Linked DNA regions of Mus musculus: regions 1, 3 and 4 are each linked to region 2. The links are chromatin contacts, called in public Micro-C and promoter capture Hi-C maps. All regions are on one chromosome and are shown on one strand. Each heading gives the region's core, a stretch centred on a gene start, on an enhancer-like site or on the middle of the called end of the contact. The rest is flanking DNA. Distances are from core to core; before and after follow the strand shown. Region 1 overlaps Ate1 (arginyltransferase 1). Region 2 overlaps Tacc2 (transforming, acidic coiled-coil containing protein 2). Region 3 overlaps Plekha1 (pleckstrin homology domain containing, family A (phosphoinositide binding specific) member 1). Region 4 has its middle 18 kb from the start of Plekha1.

Region 1 (5,516 bases), core at 792-3,291, 150 kb before region 2:
TCTCTTGAAGTCCATGTAAAAATTAGCTTTTTCCCCATATAAAACATACCTGACAACTAGGAAGAACAAAGCAACATGCCCAAATCCCTTTCAGCAGCCAGCCCCACAGAGAGAACAGCAACGTGGCATGTACAGTAACAATTAAGTCCCAGGATGAGGATGCAGCAAGAAAAGGAACCCACGTGAAGCAGAAACCACCTCCTTACACAGAACTATCATGAAGTCAGGGGGAGCATCCTGGGAGGCAGCATTCCAATGTATTCATCTTAGAAGACCAAAGCTTGGAAATGTGTACAGGTCTTGAAAATAACTTATTCGGGAATGTCAAAAAAACAAACACACAAAAACACCCAGAACAATTCTGCACAGGTCAAATGAGTGTTGAGCAAGAGAGGAAGGAAGGGAGATAGATGCTTCTCTCTGCCCAAAGAAACCAGCTACATGTGGGATGGAGTCTAAGGGTGTTGCAGCATTAAAAGTCTTGACAAGAGCAGAGATTATGGTGGTAAGCAATTAGGAAGCCAAAGGTTCCTTCTGAGCAACAGCTAACCTGTAGGCCAGTGGCTTACCACAGAGAAGCAGAAAGGAACCTTCTCAGATCACAGCAACCTCAGTGACTGCCCTCAAAACTTCCCCAGCCAAGAAACCCACATTTAATTACTTCTGACTGCAGAGCAACGTTCTCCCCAAGGTACTGCTGGAAACAAATCAACCAGTAGAGTAGAGAAGCTGCTTATGAAACCAACAGAAGCAAACATTTAGAAAGACCAAGGGAAGAGGCAAACACTACTGAAGCACTGTCACTGAGGGACTATACCCATGCCTAAGGCTGAGCCTCTAACAGAGGCTCTCACACACCAGGGCAAGCAACTATAAAAATAGCTTGTGCACGCTTTTTTGGTTGGGGCAGTAACATATACAACAGGAATGAATGCAGTGACAATAAGGCTGTAATAAAACTGGACAGGGGTAAAACTATAGTAGAGAAGTGACACTAGTCTTTTTTTTGTTTTGGTTTGGTTTTTGGTTTGTTTTTTTTTTTTTTTCGAGACAGGGTTTCTCTGTGTAGCCCTGATTTTTCTAGCTCCAAGGCATTATATAAAATTAATTGTATAAAATATAATTATATTTTTAATTTAAATAAAATTATAAACAATTGTATAAAACAGAAATATTTTATAACTATAAATTATATTTAAATTATATAAAATATAACTGACTTATAACAAACATACATGAAACTTGTGTTAACAGTAACAGAATGGCACAAAAAGGGACTAGACAAAAGAAACTAGAACCACAGAAATAATTTATAAGGAATAAAGTTAGTATAGGTCTGAAGTAGACCTGGAATGTTAATGCCTTTCATAAACTGAGAAAAGGGATAAAAATAAGTAAATATTGGGGCTGGAGAAGTGGCTTCTTTTCCAGAGGTAAAATCCACGGGATAAATTCTAGATTAGGCGCTTTTTTTTAAAGACGTATTTAGTTATTTAGTTATTTTATTTACATGAGTACACTGTAGCTGTCTTCAGATACCAGAAGAGGGCATCGGATCCCTTTATATACGGATGGTTGTGAGCCACCATGTGGTTGCTGGGAATTGAACTCAGGACCTCTGGAAGAGCAGTCAGTGCTCTTAAGCACTGAACCATCTCTCTAGCCTCCTAAGTTGATCTTTCTTAAGTACTAAAGTATTCTACACATGTTTTTAAATCTTCCTAGATTGTCTTAGCTCATTATCAAACATTTTTACTAAGATATATACTAAAGTACTTACAGACAAAATGGTACAGTGGCCAAGATTTGGAGCAAAATAATCCAACATAATAACAAAGAACATGAAGAGGGAGACAAAGCAAAGATGGCAGCATGTTGAGAACTGCTGAGTGATTAACAGAGTTGAAGGGTTTCATGCTTGCAAAATAACTTTAAAAAGAAGTCTTGCTCCTAACGTAAACTGCGCAGCTTATTCATTGCCTCTACTGCCTTACACACAGCCAAGGAGTGGTTCCCAAGCACACTGTGTACTTCAGCCACCGTGCTGTTGAGCAAGGCTGAACAGCTGCCAACAACACCCTTCTCTTCTCTCCTTCAGGCCACACATACTCCTACCCATCTGCCCATGCCCGACTCAGTGCCACCTCTGCACCTGTCGGTTCCTTTATCCCAACACACCTCTATCCCTGTTACAATGGTAGAATCTCTCACTCATTTAAGATCTACAACATGGAAAGTGGAGAACCTCAAAAAGTGCTTGTTAGATGATGCTCTATACAACAATCTCAACAGGTCTGCTTCTTCCACTTCAAGGTATAGTCAGTAAATGTGTGCTGACTTAGGCTGCAGGACAAAACCCTAATAATGCTGTATTCAGGTTCCTGGTGGAAAAACTTTTTGAATTTACATTTTTTATTAAAGGATTCAAAATGCTAGGTCTGAATCTTTTCCACAAAGCTCAGTAAGAGATGCTCAGAGTAATCAATCAGCTCTACTTAATAGTTAAGATAGATCATGCTTCTTGACAACCTTGTCAATATAGGGAAAAAATGTTTAAGAGACAGTACCTCAGACTTTTCACATATTTCAGGTGCTTCCTGGTGTATAGCCACTTGATACTTGGTATATAAAGAAAAGGACTGGTTGAAGGATGAGTTGAACTCTGGGTCCTCAAAGGAGGCAGGTACTAGCCTCACCTTCAGGGCAAGGAAAACACAAGCCAATGCTATTGAACCAACTCTACCTGTTGACACACTTCTTTCTGAAGGTGAGGCTAGAGGAAGATCTCTGCAAACCACTTCCAAAGTTCAGCCCTGGGGTTTGCCATAAAGCAGCAGGAATGGAATGGAATGGCACAGGCCTAAGTGCCAACTTTCTACCAACATTCAGGACAACCTGAACTCACAAGAGCCAGACAGACAATTTGTTTGTACTTTGGTTTTTCTCTGTTTACCAGCAGTACTGTCACATACACTAACGGCTACTGCTGCGAACTGGTCTCAGCCAGCACGTCTGCCACCTCTACTGAATGAGGTGCTTCAGGCTTTTTTCATTCCCAGATGTTGTTTTTCTTCTTTTGAAATCATCTTCTATATAAAATTGTAAGTGGACAAGGAGTCTATTAAAGACCTCTACCTTCTTCCTTTTCCAGTCCATCTCTTTTATATAGGGGTATTCCATTAATAAGAAATAACTGAGCTGCTATGAACTCTCTAGATGACTTTCAAACGTGGATGAAGCATAGCAACACACCAGGCCAAGCGCACCTTCTTCTCATGGGTATTTATCTTGAAGCCACATGACTGATTTGTAGATAAATATAGATAAATACACAGCAGCTTTGAATGAAAGCAATGTGGCATATGACTTTCTACTTTGAAACTCTGTGTGACTGGCACCTAACACATGACAGTAGTGAATTCACATTTACAGAATGTCCACTCACTCAGTCTTATCTTTGTGCAGTTATGCTACAAATTAGTTATAAACAAGAATATAGTACAATTACAGCCAGCGAATGTCACGCGTGGCCTGCTGACCTGGCTCACGGTTGGCTTATCAGGCGGGTCCTTGTGAACAACCATCTGGTAGCGTTTATAGACCTGGTAAGACTCCTGAAATGTGGCTCTGAACTGAGGACTTGGTGGAGAAGATCTTACCACCCTCACCTTCAGAAGGAGTTAAAAAACAGTGTTTATTATTAATTCATTCACTGGTTCAATTCTACAGAATATGCACTAACAGAGACGTTCAATCAAAAGACCATGTTTCAAATAATATTAAAGCATAAACATGTATTTTAACATTAAAAATCAGCAAAGTTAGCAAATGAAGAAAAAGTTATTGCTACAATCTACAGTCTACTTAAAGAAAGCAAAAGAAGGTTCCCTCTAAATTTAAGCCTTACCACTGACAAATTAAAAACACCTAGCTCTACTGTAAACTGACAGGTTCCTCTTAGTTATGATAACACAAACACTCTCGAATTTTAGTTGTCCACAATTTACTAAAAGTCAATCAGTCAGAAACACTAAAAACTGTAAATATATTTTGGGTACCTTTATTCATCACTAGTAAGTAAACTTACAACTGTGTAACTATGAGAGGAAACTCTCACAAACGTGCATGTCGCTGTAGAGTTAAATGCACTATTATGTTTCCTTTATGATTATCTTACAATGTCAACATCTTGGACAAATAATCAAAACTTTCAGGACAAGCCTTAAATAAGGATAAATTAAAAATGGTAACTCTGCACAAGACTAGCTGACATTTATCTTAACATTAATTACTAACAGTTAAGATGCATTAGTAAAATAGCAGCAAAAGGAAATTAAATGCAATACAATGAGGACATAATGGGGCATTTCATGTTGGCAAAGGAAAAAGAGTGACACCCAGCAAATAACAAATTCTTCAAATCCTGGGTACTACCACATTAAAAATGTAACCGCTGAGACCTACAGAACTGTTATTTGAGGTGTGGCTGATTCCCTGAATACCCTATTTATGGTCAAAGGATAAAGACCGTTTTGTAATTTAAGTAGTATATTCAATTCTCTACAATTCTGGAAAGAAGAAAGTTAGTAACAGTATCAAAGTAACAAGTAGTTGTAATAGCCAAAGTTGTTAAAGTTTGTCGTGTGTCCGTGCCTGTGGTGCATGCGCTGAGTGTGCACGGGTACACATGCCTGCGTTTAGCAAGCTGAATGCAGCTCCACTGCTTTACAGACCAATGCCTCTCACTGGACCAGAAGCTCACCATTTTGGCTAGGTAAGTTGGCTACCCAACAAGCTCGGATATCCTACTGCCTAGACCCCCCGAAATCGGGGTTACAGGCACACACACACTCATAAATATATGGAGCTAGAGATTCAAACTGAAGTCTTCACTCTTTCTCACTGAGCCATCACTTCAGCCCCATTAAGATTAGCATTAATGTCCTTGGATATTAAGCTACAAATTCAAATCAAGCAGGAGAATATTTTTACATCATTATGGCTAATGTTTTTAAAATAATTTTAATACATAATATTGAAATTTTTAATTTGTTGTTAAAATATGAGAAAAAGTGGGAATTTGGCATAAAACTTTTAGCTAAATTGGCTGGGATTTCTTTTTTTTTTAAAGATTTATTTATTATTATATCTAAGTACACTGTAGCTGTCTTCAGATGCACCAGAAGAGGGAAGCAGATCTCATTACAGATGGTTGTGAGCCACCATGTGGTTGCTGGGATTTGAACCCAGGACCTTCGGAAGAGCAGTAGGTGCTCTTAACTGCTGAGCCATCTCTCCAGCCCCCTTGGCTGGGATTTCTTTTTCTTTTTTTGGTTTTTCGAGACAGGGTTTCTCTGTGTAGCCCTGGCTGTCCTGGAACTCACTCTGTAGACCAGACTGGCCTCAAACTCAAAAATCCACCTGCCTCTGCCTGCCAAGTGCTGGGATTAAAGGCGTGCGCCACCACGCCTGGCTTTGGGATTTCTTAATGAGAAAGGATTTTGGTAGTTTGGTAG
Region 2 (5,249 bases), core at 262-2,761:
CCCAGGCATCTTTGCTTACGGAAGTCTGCAGATCAGTTCTTGGGGCCTCTGTGAAACCTAGATAGAATTAGTCCTTCCCCTCTGTTGCCAGTGCATGGACTATTTAAACTGAAAGGACACTTTAAGATCAAGGTTTCCCGTAACAGATTTGAAAAAGAAGCATGGACGTGCAGGGTCTCAACTAGGATTGCATTCCAAAGTGGGGCTCCAACACAGGACCCCAGACTCCTGACCTGGTTGTGTAGGTGTCACAGCACAGGCAGCCTCTGGTTTTATTTGGTATTGCATTGGTGTTGTTTGTTTGTTGTTTCTATGGAGACAGACTCTGCATGAGGAAACGACATATCTAGCATCTAGTTTACAGAACTACTTCCATAAAAACTGGCAGGGTTCTGGAGAGGGGGTGGTTGGTGGCAGTTGAATGACTTCAAGACTGTAAGGTCATGTGTGTGTGTGCATGCGTGTGACAGAGAGAGAGAGAGAGAGAGAGAGAGAGAGAGAGAGAGAGAGAGAGAGAGAGCACAGGTGCATCTGTATCTGATGGGCAGACTTTGATAGGGGTCAGCACCCCTTGGAAGGAATATCTAGAAACACAGAAGGGTATTTCTGGTTGCCTTGGTGACCAAGTGCACTATAGGCACATGGTGGGTGTGGGTCAAGGGCACTTTGCATGGGACAGGCCTGAACAACCGGGAATCGGGAATTGCTACTCCAAGTAGCAGTAGTGGCCTAAGTGGAGGACTCTGCCAAGGTCACAGGAATTCAAAAGATACTTTTTAGGAGGATGTGGAAACAAACCTATCTATGGCAGCCAGGTTCTAAGCTGTAGTGTGGATGAAGCTAGAAGACAAGGAAGGTGTAGCGGAGAGCATTGGCAAGATGCTGATGGGGCTAGCAGACAAGGAGAGTGTAGTGGAGAGCATCGGCATGCATGTGTGCACATGGATGTGTGTTTTCCTGGGATTTGGTCCCTTGGCCCAGAACACGGTCCTTGGATCATCATGGTTGGGTCTGGCAGACTCCTGCACCTGCGCACAGACAATCAGAAAGTTTGAGAAGTTGACAGAGTCAGTGGCTGAGGTTGTCCAGAGGAGCAAATCTAAGAAAGAGAAGGCTCACAGCCAGGTCACTGGGTCTCTCCCATTGTGACCAAGGTCTGTGAAACCCAGCTTGGGGATGGATCTTTTGCTGCCTCTGCCCCAGTGAGGTCACAGACCTTGGTTTATAATCTGAACAATCATTTTCACAGCGACTCCCTTGGATGACAAAACATTGTAACAGATTATGAAATAATTTGAGAGACGTGAGAGGCATGAAAACAAAGACTCAGGAGAAACAAAGGTTTGCCAGGCAGGGCCTCTAAAATTAGAGCAATGGTCTCCAGAAAACATAGTAATTGCTGGTGGTGGAGGCTCCATTCTGGACGTGGGGGAGGGGCTCAGCACCACCCTGCTCTCCGTCTCCCCTGTGTACTCTGTTACAGGGTTTCAGCTTCTCGTCTAGCTAATGGATTCAGGCGTGCCAGTTAAGAGAAAGCAAAGTTCTCGAGACTCATTTCCCCTGGGGCGGGAGGGGCAGTGTAGAGATTGCCAAGGATTTAGAGACAAAGACTCAATCGTACCAGCCCTGCCTCCCCTCTTACCAGCTGTGTGACCTTGGGGGAGTCATGGACCATCTAGGGGGCCTCTTCTCTTTAGTCAATAGTAGGGGTAGTTATCCTGGCCCCTCTGCTTCATGGAGCTGTGGTCTGTTGGTGAAGCCGCATACATGAAGACACTGGCAAACTGTAGAGTGCTTTGCAAAGGAACAGTACCCTGTGTTAGTAGTTTCTACCTCACAGGTGCCTGCTTATTGGCGGTATGTTTCCTGGTATCTGCTATAGCCTGTGGTTATTATTATTATTAGGTATTATTGTAAAGTGTAAGCAAGGGGCCGCACACATTCGAAGCTACTGACTGGCCTCACTCTCTAGGAGCAAGGTAGCTGGGATCCTGTATGCTTTCTCTAGATGAGGTCCAAATAAAGTGTGTGGAACCTGATTCTGCTCACAGAGGACAAATCTGGGTAGAAAGAGACAGAAAGAGAAAGCTGTTGCTCCGTTGGTTGACTTCTGCACTGTCTTCAGCCCTATTGGTTCTTCTCATTTGGGGTCATGTCCGTAGTAGCCCCCCCCCCCCCCCAAATCCATGAGCCATCTCAGTGTCTGCCATTTAGACTTAAAAGCAAGCGATCACCATTCTTGGATTTGAGGGCATGGAGGCTTCAATCATACCTGTTTTGAGCACATTCTGGACAATGTTCCGTTCAGTTGCATCTATTCCCCTCTTCCTGGTATTGTGCACGCAGCCCTTCCTTAGCCCCAGGCTTCTGTGGCTTTTGGTTGTCCAGCTCCCCTCTTCCCACCACAGGGAAAGGCCATGTTATGTTACCTCTTCCACTTGACTGAACTGTGTTCATCTCCCAAGTTACCTGGCCTAGGAGTCTGTTTTCTAAACATACCTGCTTATAGTACCAGAGCCCTAAGATCAGATCTGGCTCTGTGAGGTCCTGCTGGCTTTGGGGAGACTCCCATGGTTTGAGGGAACATTTTGGTTTCAGAAGAGATGATTGCTTTCTGGGGTGATTGCCTTCAAGCCTCAGTGTTCTTGGCATTTGGAAAATATCCTAGGCTTTTCTTGGTGTCTTCGGCCTTGAAGTGGGCCAAGAGAGGGCCAGTAAACTTAGTACCAATCAACCTTGTGTAACTAACTTTCAGACAGATGCTCCTTAAATGAGTCGCATGTTTACCTGTGGAGTTGAGCAGGAATCAGATCCAGAGATGACTCCAGCCAAGACAGACAGCATAGGCCCAAGTGAGAAGTCAGGGCTTTTAGCCAAAGCTGCATCTCAGGCTCTGTTCCCAGGATGTCCTGTGATCTGCCTGCTCAAAGTCTGTCCTTGAAGTCTGACAAGACCCTGCCTCATATTTCTCTGAGCTCATCACTCAGAGTTCCGTAGAACATTTCCCCAGCGGCTCCTTGCTGGGTCAGGGAATAGGCCCTCTCGTCTCTCGGAGAAGTATTTACTTCACTTAAGGATGGAACCTTCTTGTGTGACAAGGAGAAAACCAAGTAATTTTATTGCTGGTGTGGTTTTAGAACCAGAGAAAACCTGTGATTCTGATAAATTCTTAATTTGTTTGTTCATTTCAAAGTTGTCTCCTGTCTACATAAAAATACTGGAGGCTTCTGCCCGGCCTTCAGCTCATTGCTCCTGGGATGGGTGCCTGTTCTCAGCTCAAGCAAGTTAGAAGGGTGTTGGTTCTGGCCTGCCCAAAGAGGCAGCCAGAAAGATCTAGGGAGACAGCTATAAATATAGTTTTTTGGGGGCCACTTTCCTGTATACATATGATACCTACCTCCTGCTTAGCCATGACCCATGGTGAGATAAGTGCCATTCCTTTCTTAGGGATTTTATTGAATAGACCAGGCTGGCCTGGAATTCACTATGTAGCCCAGGCTGACCTCCAATTCACAATCTTTCTGCCTCCACCTTCCTAATCCTGGGTTTACTCATCTATGCTCCCTCCCATGCCTTGATAACCTATGTTTTTAAACTGTGGTTAAACAAATCACTTGGTGTAAAGTTTTGCATCTTAACTGTGCTGCCAAGTGTACAGGTCAGCAGGGTTGCTGTAGTGATACTGTTGTGGTGTGGTCCGATCCCTGGCACATACATACCTTGTCAGTCTAAACACACACACACACACACACACACACACACTCTCACTCACTCTCTCCCTCCCTCCCTCCCTACCTCCTTCTCTTCCCCGCCACTATCTGACAGTCACCGTTCTATTTTTGATTCTATGACTTTTACATATTTTTTGTTCTTATTCCTTTTCACATTGTTTTGGTTTTTTGAGACAGAGTCATCAAATAGCTTAGGCTAGCCCCTGACTCACTGTGGAGCAGAGGATGACCTTGAATCGTTATTCCTCTTGCCTTCCTCCCCTCCCCTCCCAGCGCTGGGATTAGCCTGTGCCACTGGTTCAGTTTCTGCTGTGCTGGGGATGGATCCCAGGGCTCTGCACATGCTAGGCGGACGGACATTCTCCCGGCTGAGCTGCGTGCTCAGTGCCTTTTCTTGATTTTTCAGGTGATGCGTTTCATCCTTATGTTACAGCTTCAGAAACAGGGTCATAAGGATTTAATGAGCTTGCCTAAGATTACACATGGCTAGTAAATAGCCCGGCTGGGTTCAGAGCTTTACCATGGGCTCTACTTGAAGTCCGTGCCTACTCTACCCAATCCCCAGTGACTCTTCCCTTTGAATTCTGTGCCTGTATCTCAGGAGAAGCAATGGCCCTGTGTATTTGGTGTGCTGGTGTGGCAGCTGCAGGTGGGGTGCTGACCTGGAGAGCTGGCCCCCTCTGCAGTCTATGAATGGCCCTGGCTCTGTGCTGCTTTGATCAGCAATACCTATGTTGTTACTCACCTGACTGTGTGGCTCCTCTCAGCACCTAGAAGGGTTTATTTCTTAGTCTTTTGAGCAACATGTTGGCTACTCTCTGCTTGTCCTGAGAGTAAGTTCTTACCTGAGCTCTCCATGATACCCAGCCCTGAGTTCACTAACCGGGAAGCCTTGGGGACAATAATAGCAGGGTTTTGAGGGATACTTAAGTTGTATGTTCGAAGGCTTCCTGCCATCTGACGTCCTGCCTTCCTTTACCAAGGCATCCTGGGTGGCCAGAGCTGAGTCCACAGGTCAGCCTCTGCCTCCCATTTTAGTACTCACTCCTGGGTTGGTCCAACATGTGGGCACTGCCTATGGTCTGCCCCACCCCCACCCCCCACCCCCATCATTTTTCAGCTAGACCAGGGGGGCTGTGCCTCTAGGGACTGTGGGTTTCTGATCACCCTGACTTTGGATTAGACAGTCTAAACCTTCATATTGTCGGGGGATGCCTGGGGCCCTGGGAGAGGAAAGGCCTTCCCTGGTCCACTGCTCAGACCTCCTGGAGGGTGGCCCTCAGTTGATTCTTCTGTACTACATGTCACTAAATTCTGCCTGAGACCACCAAACCCTGCGTGACCCAGGGGCAGAGATCTCAGATCTGGAGTTAGAGCAGATGAAATGTCCAGTGTGGGTTAGGGTGGAGAGAAGCCTTACTTAGCTCATTCTCTGTTAACGACACAGTAATGAACAGTTAATGACACAGACTGAATTACAAAGGAAAAAAAAGGTTTATTTTGATTGGTGGCTCCATT
Region 3 (5,128 bases), core at 320-2,819, 250 kb after region 2:
GGTTGTAAGCCACCATGTGGTTGCTGGGATTTGAACTCCGGACCTTCGGAAGGGCAGTCGGGTGCTCTTACCCACTGAGCCATCTCACCAGCCCCCTGGGAGACCATTCTTAACCACTGAGCCATCTCCCCAACACTACTTACAGATGATTTAGGGTATTTAAACACTGATAAGAATATTTGTATAAAAGGGTATTAAACATTTTCTACATGGGTTTGCTCTATTTTGTATTTATTGTTGACCTGTTAAATATGAAATATTTGAGAAAGGACTCATGCATGTTGTAGATAGAGAGACCTGACGGGTTAATGACATTTCCCATGCTGATTTTTACCTTGTGGGCTGGGCTGACAAGAAGGGAAGAGGTGAACACCTCTTTCTTTTCCACTGTTCCAGATCAAAATCGTGAAATATCAGAGTTACTCATAAACTCTGAGAATGAGCTGCCCAAGGCCAAGACCGTCCTTCAAGGCTTGGTTAGCAGGGAAAGGGGTCATTAACCATCTCCCTTCGGAATGGGGTGTTGTTTCCGAGTACTTGGCATTTTGGATTGTGGGTTCATATTGGAATGATTAAAGGGTGATGAACATTTGACATTCTTTGAAGCCTCTGTCTGTTCTTCTCTGGTAGATGAAAAACTGGAAGAGAAGATATTTTCAATTGGATGAAAACACAATAGGCTACTTCAAATCTGAACTGGTATGCAGTCGCTTCATACATATGCCTCCAGGTGCTTGGCAGGTCACACTGCAGTGCTTGTGTGATTGTATGTTTGTGTGCCATTCTGGTTTTCTAATGGCCCAGTTCTGGTTTTAAGTGCACCCGTATTTCAGTCTATTTGGTTGTAATGCATTCGGTTAGTTATGTATTTCTTAAATATGTTTTAAGTAAAACTACCTTCAAGGAAGTGTTCCATCTTGATAGATCTAAAATTCTCGACAGCCCCACATGTAACTCTCTGTCAGAGGGACATTAGAAGAGGAGGTGTAGGAAATCCTCCAAAAGCAACATTCAGCCCTCTGCATGTCTGTCAACCTCCTCTCCCCTGCTGCATGTTAACTTGCTCTTTTCCTGTTTCAGATCACCTCTTAAGTTGTTTCTCTTGAGATAGCTTTTTCTAAAGGCAGAGTCAAAGACTGAGTCTCCCTCCTTCCTTGTTTGAGTTATGCACCATTAAGATGTCAATCCCCCTCTTCTATAAAACTGTGGGGCTTTCATATGCTGCATACTCTGAATGAGGGCATCAGAACAACTTTGTCCAGATTAGCTTCCTGCCCTGGTACATATGTTCCATGCCTGTGTTGTTCTGTGTAGGCTGTGTGTGGCTTTTGGGTGCTGGTAATGTGACCAGTGTGGTAAGGAAGTGAGTTTATTTCATTTCAAAATTAAAACCAATTTCATTTAGTAATTTAAATTTACAGTTCCTCATAGGCAGTGTTCTGTATTGGGAGCATCTTAGGGGTCAGTTATTTTAGAAAGCTATAAAGGCCAGAAGCAACCTATATAGTCTGCTGTAGACTGTCAGAGCCCATGTGCAGTGAGGAAGCTGTCTTTCCCTGCCTGAAGAACCAAGGGCAGAAAGTGGGAAGTAACAGACTAGAATGGTCACATGCATACTTGTCAATAAAATGAGGCAATATATCAAGGATAATAGAAACCAAGGTTCTTGGGATAAAAGCACAGCTTCTTGCTATAACTTAACAGACATAGACATAAATATATGTTCTTGTGTGAGTGCATTTAAATATAAAATATACTGTAGCTCCGTGTCTTAAGAAAATGATCATTTCTTCCCAAAAGAACCCAGACTTCATGGAGAAATGGCAGATTCTGTGGCCGGGCAAGAGAAATAAATGCACGGTTGGCTGGAATGTCTTACATCAGAAAGCAAGAACATGCTGAGAAAATGCTAGTCACCCAGTAGTCACCTTACAAATAGTCCCCTTACCAGATCATGGGCAGCGAGAGTATCAAAACACACAATGTTTATAACGTATTACAGTGCAAATATATATCTCTGTGTGCTCAGATAGATATGAGTAGATGGGTGGTGACTGAGCTCTTGTAGCTACAGTGAAGGAATAACAAGATGCTAAACAGGAGTGGGACAGCGATCTGAAATAACCACTCAGCACAGTGGGAGGAGAGCAGCTGTACAGGAAGAAGGCTGGCAGCACCACGCCCACCGGGCAGTCAGGTTCGATGAATTCAGTGGTGGCGAGAATGTCGGAACCTTGCGGGAGAGCAGGAAACGCACAGTGCGTCAGTCCTGTGCTGCCCCTGCTAACAGGATAGTCTGCGTTCAGTCCCCAGGTCACAGGAGCCACGTCCAAGGGAGGGGGCAGCCTACAAAATACAGTAATGGCTGTCATCTGCAGGAGTCTGTTCCTCTTTCTAGAGGAGTGAGGAACTCTTCTACACTAAACAGAAAGAGACAGCGAGAACACTGTCCCTGTAGGGCTGTGTGACCCACCTGCTGACTGGTGGCAGTAACGTGAGCACTTCAGGGTAGCATGCGGATTGCAGCAGCTCAGCTCCAAGCGGCTGTTCTTAGGCTCTTTTGTAAATTCATGATTGGTTCAGTGTTCAAGAAAGACAGAAAGGTGGGGAGAACTTTCTGGTAGAAAAACAAACAGGAATTACAAGCGGCTCATTCGGAAAGATTACGCTGAGTGTGGAGTGGAGTGGCAGCGTGCATGGCTAGTGTGTGTGTGTGTGAGTGAGGCCTTGGGTTAGAGCCGCAGCACTCCTAAGCACTACAAATCACTAAAGGTCTTCAGAAGTCCGTGACGACGCTCAGTGTCACTCAAGCTTCGGGGGATACAGGTGTGAGTGCACGGATAGTACTCACCAGTCATGAGGAGGCTGCGTCTGAGTGAAAAGCTCCCATACCCACTGTCCTCAGAGAAAATAAGTGGAGAGAAGAAATAGTATTTCTTCAAATTCTGTGTAGGTGAATGATGTTAGAAAAATCACCATTTGGCAGGCAGCTATGCCAATAATGATTTCAGGTAAGAATCTTCGATACTTGTAAGACCAGTGGGAGATTTTTGTTTTAAAATCTTAAAATCAAGTACTGCATAGATAGGCTCCAAGTGTCTCAGTAGAATACTTACTGGTCCTAGTGGTCCACCATGAACAAGTCTGCTGCTTAGTGACTGTCACTGAAACCAGAAACCGAGCTTCAGACAACAGTGGGTGTGGTGGCATGAAACTAGAGCTGTCCTGCTGCTGCAAGTCTCAGAAGGTGTTGGTCTGAGAGTAGCTCCATGTAAGATGGCTCGCTTTTGACAGGAAATGTCCTGCGTGTGCTTTTTTGCTAGGAGAAGGAACCTCTGCGGGTGATACCACTTAAAGAAGTGCACAAAGTCCAGGAGTGCAAACAGAGGTAAGGAAGGACCGCCTGACGCTGGCACAGCGCTGTCCGAAGAAGCAGGCCGCCCTCCCTCAGTGATGAGCTTACAGCCTGCTGCGTTCAACCCACTGACATTTCAGAAGTAGTTCAGTAGTAGAAAGGAAAAATTATTATAAACAATTTCTGAGATTTAACAAGTTGATGTATTTTTAGTTTTCAAAGGTGCTGCAGAGCAGGTTGTTGCAAGAAGTTGCATCAGCCGTGCCATGATGAGTTGAATGAACTGTAAACCCTTGGACTCTAACGTTGCTTTATGCATCTTCTGTAAATGAGCTGTGTAAAGCATGTGAATAGTAATGCAAAGCTGGAAAAGGCTGGGTGGTTTTGTTAAATTAGCGTTTTCTTTCTAACATTGATTGTCACTGAGTAAACAGCTGAAACTGTCAAACTGACTCACCTACAACAACTGGTGATCGTTTTTCATGACAGTGACATAATGATGAGGGACAACCTGTTTGAAATCGTGACGACATCTCGGACTTTCTATGTGCAGGTAAGACACTCCTTGGGGATCATAGATTCTCTTACAAGAAGTTAATAACATTTAGAGGTGAAATAAATGTAAATAAAGCTCTTTGGTGTTAATGAATATAATTTAGCAGCATATTGAAGGCTGTCAGGTGGTGGTGGGCGTAGGATCAGACCTGCGAGTGCTGTTAGGAATTGGTGGCATGGATCAAAGTTACATTTGGAAGAAAGGAAATCCTGTTTTACTTATTTTAGTTCATGACTTCAAATGTATTATCTTTTTGTGTTTTTCTTTAATATAATTTTTGGTAATTTTATAAGAAGAAAAGTTTCAAATATAAATGAAATTATTGAAAAAAAGCATTTGTTTTTGTTTATGAGAGTTAACACATTTGCTTATTGCAGAAAAATTAAGAAAACAATGGTTTGTTGCAACAAGCAAGATCATTCTAACTCTATAAAATCGTGTTTGCTTTCATATATTGTCATTTTCCCTGTGTTATTAAAATTTCTTTGGAGGGCCGGTGGTGGTGGTGGCGCACACCTTTAATTCCAGCACTTGGGAGGCAGAGACAGGTGGATTTCTGAGTTCGAGGCCAGCCTGGTCTACAGAGTGAGTTCCAGGACAGCCAGAGAAACCCTGTCTCAAAAAACCAAAAAAAAAAAAAAATTTTTTTTTCCTTTGGAAATAGGTGGGTCTGGAGCGCATATCTTTTATTGGAATTAAAGGCAGGCAGGAGGCAGAGACAGGTAGATTTTGGTGAATCTAAGGCTAGCCAGGGCTGTAGAGTGAGATTCTGCTTCAACAGAGTTCTCTTTGGAGACATTTTAGACTTTCATTATACTCCATGTATCGTGGCTAAACATTCATATGCGTAGTTTTTGTACATTCACTCTGCAAGCATGGTGATGGCACATCTTGTGTAAAGTTTGGCCTGAATTTTTGAGCCTTTCAGATGTTTCTAGGTCAGACTCAGCCATCAGAACAGCTTTTCTGTTTGTGGCTTTGACTTCGATCGTTGTCCTGCTACTAGCACAGAATGAAAGCACACTGGGCCCTATGCCTGCTCGAGTTCTGTCCTTTGAAAAATGTTCCTTGAACTTACTGGCATTCGATAGATTCTGGGAGAGGGGGACTTAGTTTTCTGTAGTGAATTGCTCGTTGGTAGGCTGCTGACACCCCATAACAGGCTCCACTTTCAAGATTAGCTGTGCAACACAAACTGGACTTGAGGACTTGATGGG
Region 4 (5,416 bases), core at 1,391-3,890, 200 kb after region 2:
CCTTGTGAACCCTGTGGAACATGTCATGGAGCCTGAAGTCAAAGAGGGATTGGATACCCAAGAGCCTGTGAGCTTGACTGGCCACTGTAACTGTCTAGTCAACATGGAACATTATCAGTCACCTCTTCACCAATGGGGCCTAGAGCCAGGACACCAGTTGACAAGAGTCAACTGTCAACCATTGGTTCACAACAAAGCTGTAGCTTTGTGCCTGTCACTGGATGTTGGCCATCTACAATCAGAGCTGGAATGAGGAGCATGGAGAGAGGGACTAAAATTCTCACAGGAGGACCAGGTGGAAGAGTTCAATGCCACGCTCTCTAACCTCAGGCTCCTCGCCGTTATTCAGGCTTCTCACTTGACTATAAATTGCCAAGAATATAAACGACCTGTCAGTCATTCCTTAAGAGGTTGATAGATGCACTAGTCCCTGTCACTTATGAAGATGCTCATATAGGACAGTGAATTTTCCTCTAGCTGGGACCTGCCAAAGCTTAAACTGCCAGCAAGGTGGAACTTCCTTAGTTCAACATCTCTTAATGAAATCTGGTGCCTCTGTGGCCCAGAGTTGGCCCTGATGGCCAGAGAGCAAGTACCAAGGAGAAACGGGCTTCTGAAACTCTCAAAATAATGCGTGGTGCTTCATAAAGCAGCTCCTTCTACTATGTTTGGCCACAGAGGTCATAGGCATGGCCTGAGCCCCTACATATATGAAGCATCATTAAAATCATGGACATTGGGCCTTCAGAAGTGTGTGGTTTATAACAACACCCAAAGCTCTTCTCTTTCCCTGGCATCTGTCCTTCAGTACTGTGTGTGTGCGTGTGTGTGTGTGTGTGTGTGTGTGTGTGAGAGAGAGAGAGAGAGAGACAGAGAGAGAGAGAGAGAGAAGGGGGTGGAACTGTAGAAATCTGAGTTGTCTCCTCTCTGTTAGTCACAACTTAGTGGCAGACAGAGATAGGAAATGGACCCAAAAGCTACAATCAAGAGAAAAAACTGTGCACAGCCAGATGATATTGCAGCACTCCTTAAATCTCAACACACAGGAAGCAGAGGCAGGTGGATCTCTGTGAGTTTGAGGACAGCCTGGTCTACGGACTGCACTCCCAGACAGCAAGGGCTACACAAAGAAACCCCATTTTGAAGAGAAAGAGTACACTGGGCTCATAGCTGAGGAGTGATCTGGAGAAAAAAATCAAGTACAGTTTAAAAGCCTTATTTTGGGGATGGCTAGAGGACAAATGCCTGCCTGAGTGAAGAGGCAGGACCATGACATCATTCCCCACCTTTAGCTGACTCTCTTCTGAGCAACCGGCTTCCTTCTTCCCTTGTTACTCAGGCAGAGGCCTCACCCAGCAGCCCTGACACCTCCGTAGTTGCTGACTGACCCCTTGCAGACAGGTTAGCTAAAAGCTTGGGGGAGATCTGTGGCTTGGGAACTTTGTCAGCTAGTGCCTCCATATGCCTCATGGTCTGCAGTGAGGAGGAGCCCTCAGAGCCTGTGCTCACAGACACCTGAACTCTTGAAGAACAGATCAAAGCTAAGGCAGACCTTTTATGGGTGACCTACTAAGGAGGGAAGGTGGACACCCTTAACTTGTGGTGACAGCTCGTGAGTTGTGATAAGAGAGGGGGGCGGGGGTCCTGAGACAGGACCGGAGGATGGATTGGAATTCCAAGGCCCCAGTAGCTTTGCTGTGAGATTGAAATCCCACCAGTAATCATCAAGCAGGATGTGCCTGGGCTGGGGGTGGGAGGGCGGTGGCGGGGGAGGCAGGTTCATTCTCCCCAGGGCCCTCCACATTCCCACAGGGCTATGCTCTGGATAAAGGGCCCTGAGTCTTGCAAAGGGAATTAAATCTTTGCATCTGAAATCTGTCATTTCAGGTGAAGTTGGAGGGGATTCTCAGTCATAAGTGTAAGAGAGGGGCTGTATCCATCATTATTGGGATTATCTTCAGCCTGTGGTTTTCCCTTTGAGAATCAACCATTTCTACAGAAAACCCATCAGGTTCTGCTGAGTTTAAAGACTAGGGCGAATACTTTTGAGATAAAGACTTGGACAAACTCTTATCAAGTATTTCCATCAGATAATGCTGATAAACACTGGGCAGCATACCAAAGGAAAATTGTTTAAATAGCTGCGACTAACTTAGTTCTCTGGAGGTGCAGGCAATCATACATTTTAAAGTATAGTTTGTATACTTTCTCATAGTCTAGTCTTACTTATAACAGAATGTCAGAAAGTAGCTAATGTATTTTTTTAAAACAACAACAACAACAACAACAAAAACCCAAGAAGTTTATTTCTGCTCACAGTCTTGAGCAGTGGTTCCCAACCTGTGGGTTGCAACCCCTTGAGGGGGTAAACGACCCTTTCACAGGAGTCATCTAAGGCCATGGTAAAACACAGATATTTACATTACAGTTCATAAGAGTAACAGAATTACAGTTATGAAGTAGCAATGAAAATAATTTTGTGCTTAAGGTCACCATAGCATATAGGATGGCAGCATTAGGAAGACTGAGAGGCACTGCTATGGAGGCTGAGAAACCACGGTTAACCTTTAGATTTCGGGTGAGGCTTTATTCTGCTCATTCACGGTGAAAAAACAGAAGGGGAAGTGGGCACTGCAACAGAGAGGGAGAGAGACGGAGGAACTGACACAGCTTCACAACCATGCGCTCTTGCAGCAGGGAAGCCATTTCCTCAAGAGCGAAACGAATCCGCTCATGAGGGCAGATGCCTCTCGAGTGCAAATTGCATTGGGAAACAAGCCTCAACATGATCGTAGTGACCCCACCTACACTCAAGCCAATAAAGCCGTGTAGGCCGAACAGGCCTGCGCCGTTGCTGAGATGTAGTGGGAATCCAGTTCGCACTCAAGCACCCACTCCACACACCAGGGTGTTATTGTGAGAGCAGGCCAGTGGGAAGAAAGGACCTGCAGTAACAAGTCCCCTGCCCACGCAACCACACAGCGTTGGAGTGGAGATAGTCCAGGAAACCTGAACTGCTGAGACGCAGATATTGTTCCTCGTCTCCTTCTTAGCTAGGGTGGTGTCAGTGCAGGGCTAATGGAAACTGGGGACTTTTCACTATTGATCAGTAGTAACAAGATGACCACTAGATCTTAATGCCACTAGAGGCCACTTGGGATGCAAAACGAGTACCCCTGCCCTTCAGAGTCAGTGTGGTATCAGCTGGAACCCAGTGAGAAGATCTGTAATTGCTCAGAAATAATGAGGCGTTCCCCCACACCTCCTACCTACGGCCCATGGCAGGGGCGATTATACGGAGAACTCTGAAGTTTATCTCTCCCTAGCTCTTCACAGGGCATTTAGCTCCCTGCCAGAGTGATTTTTCGGAATATCACAGAAGCTCTGGAACACGGAGGGAAATAATATCTAGAGCCTCATAACAGAGTATGTCCCTAAGTTTAAGTTTCAGTCAATCAGAATTTTACTCATTGTTTCAAGATGGAAGATCTTTACTTGAATGAAGAAAAAGAAAGGAAGAAGAAAGAGAGAGAAAGAGAGGGAGGGAAGGATGGAGGGAGAGAGAGAGAGAGAGAAGGAAAGAGAGGAAGGAAGGAGAGAGAGAGAGAGAGTGAGAAACCAACAGACCCCACCATGAAATGACACAGATTGGAATGGCTTGACAAAGACTTTAGAGTAGCCATTGTATATGCCAATAAATCAACTGCGTAAGTGATATGAACAAGCAGATAAGCGAGCAAGCGAGCAAGCAAGCAAGCAATCTAGAAATTTTCATCCCAGGGCTGCAGTATTTGTACTGACTATGTAAGCTCAAGGACCTGAGTTCAGATCCCAGCACCCACCTAAAAAGCCAGGAGTGGCCTCACAGGTGTTTGTAACCCTAGCTCTGTGGGGAGAGGAGACAGGAGGATTGCTGGGACTTGCTGGCTACCAGCCTAGCAAAGATAAGGCAGAATGATGGAGCACCTGGCTTCATTGTTCAGCTTCTTCATGCATACAGGCACACACCTGCTCACACATGTACTGTTCACACACACATGCACAGATGAAATTATCAATCCAGAAGTAGAAGTTTTTAAATAGAATATTCAAAGGAGGGCTGGCAAGATGGCTCAGTGGGTAAGAGCACTGATTGTTCTTCTGAAGGTCCTGAGTTCAAATCCCAGCAACCACATGGTGGCTCACAACCACCCATAATGAGATCTGACTTCCTCTTCTTTTTTTTTTTTTTTTTTTTTTTTAAGAATAGTCAAAGGAGGGGCTGGTGAGATGGCTCAGTGGGTTAGAGCACCCGACTGCTCTTCCGAAGGTCCAGAGTTCAAATCCCAGCAACCACATGGTGGCTCACAACCATCCGTAACAAGATCTGACCCCCTCTTCTGGAGTGTCTGAAGACAGCTACAATGTACTTACATATAATAAATAAATAAATAAATCTTTAAAAAAAAAAAAAAAAAAAAAAAAGAATAGTCAAAGGAGAGCCAAATGGAAATTTTAGAGCTGAAAAACCACAATGGGGTTGAATGACCTTTCAGAGGGTTGCATATCGGATATCCTACATATCACATATTTACATCATGATTGATAACAGTAGCAAAATTTCAGTTATGGAGTAGCAATGAAAATACTTTTATGGTTGGGGTCACCACAACATGAGGAACTGTATTAAAGGGTCACAGTGTTAGGAAGGTTGAGAACCACTGCTCTGAAAGAATACTGTTGACACAAAATTCCATATCCAGAAAAACTATTAAGACTGAAGAGCAAGCAAGATTTCTCAGTGGGTGGAAAGCTAGGATCACTTGTTGCCTAGAGACAGACTCTGAAAAATAGCTGAAGGAAGTTCTCAGAATACAAAGAATGATAAAAGATAGCTATTAAAATAGCTGTTCTAAACGTTCTAAGAGCAATCTGACAAAGATAGGAAAGGGGGTCCTTCACACGTTACTGATGCAAGTGTGAAATGGCACAATGTTGTCTTAATTCATTGAAATTGCTTGATTCTAGTGAACTCATGAATAAAAACATCATGCAGCCAGATCATGGAAACTATTCAAGACATCGCCCAGTTCCACACTCTGCATCTCCGTGAACTCTATACAGATAGAATGATCATTCTGAGGCTATGGAATTTTGCTTAGGACAAAATGTAAGGAGAATATATCCTTATGATAGTTTAAGTTACACATACACACACACACACACACACACACACACACACACACACACACACAAGCCACAACCCAAAACTAAACCTACTTGTAATGTTACCCAGAAACTTCACTCTTGAGAACTTACACACAAAACCAAGGCAATGCACGTGACTATTTAAAACCTATTTATTTGTAACAGCCCCCAGACTGGAAGTAACCAATATATATTTTTTTTTGGTTTTTTGAGATAGGGTTTTTCTGTG

What was found. A called contact is a pair of places that touch in the nucleus more often than the background predicts. Capture Hi-C pulls out chosen DNA fragments and counts their contacts.
Region 1: a contact with region 2 is called in a promoter capture Hi-C map of adipose tissue. The contact joins two enhancer-like sites. A contact is called at or near these places in 6 of 484 Hi-C or Micro-C datasets (CD4 T cells, embryonic stem cells, mammary gland and 2 more), 9 of 115 datasets of contacts at active chromatin or transcription factors (embryonic stem cells, epiblast stem cells, extraembryonic endoderm stem cells and 4 more) and 3 of 9 other capture datasets (adipose tissue, liver and pancreatic islet).
Region 3: a promoter capture Hi-C map of adipose tissue shows a contact between it and region 2. The contact joins two enhancer-like sites. A contact is called at or near these places in 1 of 484 Hi-C or Micro-C datasets (nephron progenitors), 1 of 115 datasets of contacts at active chromatin or transcription factors (large pre-B cells) and 3 of 9 other capture datasets (adipose tissue, liver and pancreatic islet).
Region 4: a Micro-C map of embryonic stem cells shows a contact between it and region 2, with 3 times the contacts expected there. The contact joins two enhancer-like sites. A contact is called at or near these places in 1 of 484 Hi-C or Micro-C datasets (embryonic stem cells), 2 of 115 datasets of contacts at active chromatin or transcription factors (embryonic stem cells and pancreatic cancer cells) and 2 of 9 other capture datasets (adipose tissue and liver).

What each region holds. Positions count from the first base shown.
Region 1 is chr7:130,501,155-130,506,670 of GRCm38.p6, forward strand. Ate1 (arginyltransferase 1) reads right to left here. Exons shown (of 12, transcript NM_013799.3): 7 at 3,540-3,668. Among named protein-coding and RNA genes, the nearest start is that of Ate1, 16 kb to the right of the region's middle. Within about 2 kb of position 2,042, at least 8 of the 459 cell types and tissues checked have an H3K27ac peak or open chromatin away from gene starts, as enhancers often do. A contact at or near this core is called in adipose tissue, where this site is marked.
Region 2 is chr7:130,647,925-130,653,173 of GRCm38.p6, forward strand. The region is part of intron 3 of Tacc2 (transforming, acidic coiled-coil containing protein 2); the gene reads left to right. Among named protein-coding and RNA genes, the nearest start is that of Gm39098, 4.6 kb to the left of the region's middle. Within about 2 kb of position 1,512, at least 15 of the 459 cell types and tissues checked have an H3K27ac peak or open chromatin away from gene starts, as enhancers often do. A contact at or near this core is called in adipose tissue and embryonic stem cells, where this site is marked.
Region 3 is chr7:130,901,547-130,906,674 of GRCm38.p6, forward strand. Plekha1 (pleckstrin homology domain containing, family A (phosphoinositide binding specific) member 1) reads left to right here. Exons shown (of 13, transcript NM_001346515.1): 8 at 631-699; 9 at 3,324-3,388; 10 at 3,845-3,908. Among named protein-coding and RNA genes, the nearest start is that of Mir7061, 4.2 kb to the right of the region's middle. Within about 2 kb of position 1,570, at least 84 of the 459 cell types and tissues checked have an H3K27ac peak or open chromatin away from gene starts, as enhancers often do. A contact at or near this core is called in adipose tissue, where this site is marked.
Region 4 is chr7:130,844,706-130,850,121 of GRCm38.p6, forward strand. No RefSeq gene overlaps it. Among named protein-coding and RNA genes, the nearest start is that of Plekha1, 18 kb to the right of the region's middle. Within about 2 kb of position 2,641, at least 54 of the 459 cell types and tissues checked have an H3K27ac peak or open chromatin away from gene starts, as enhancers often do. A contact at or near this core is called in embryonic stem cells, where this site is marked.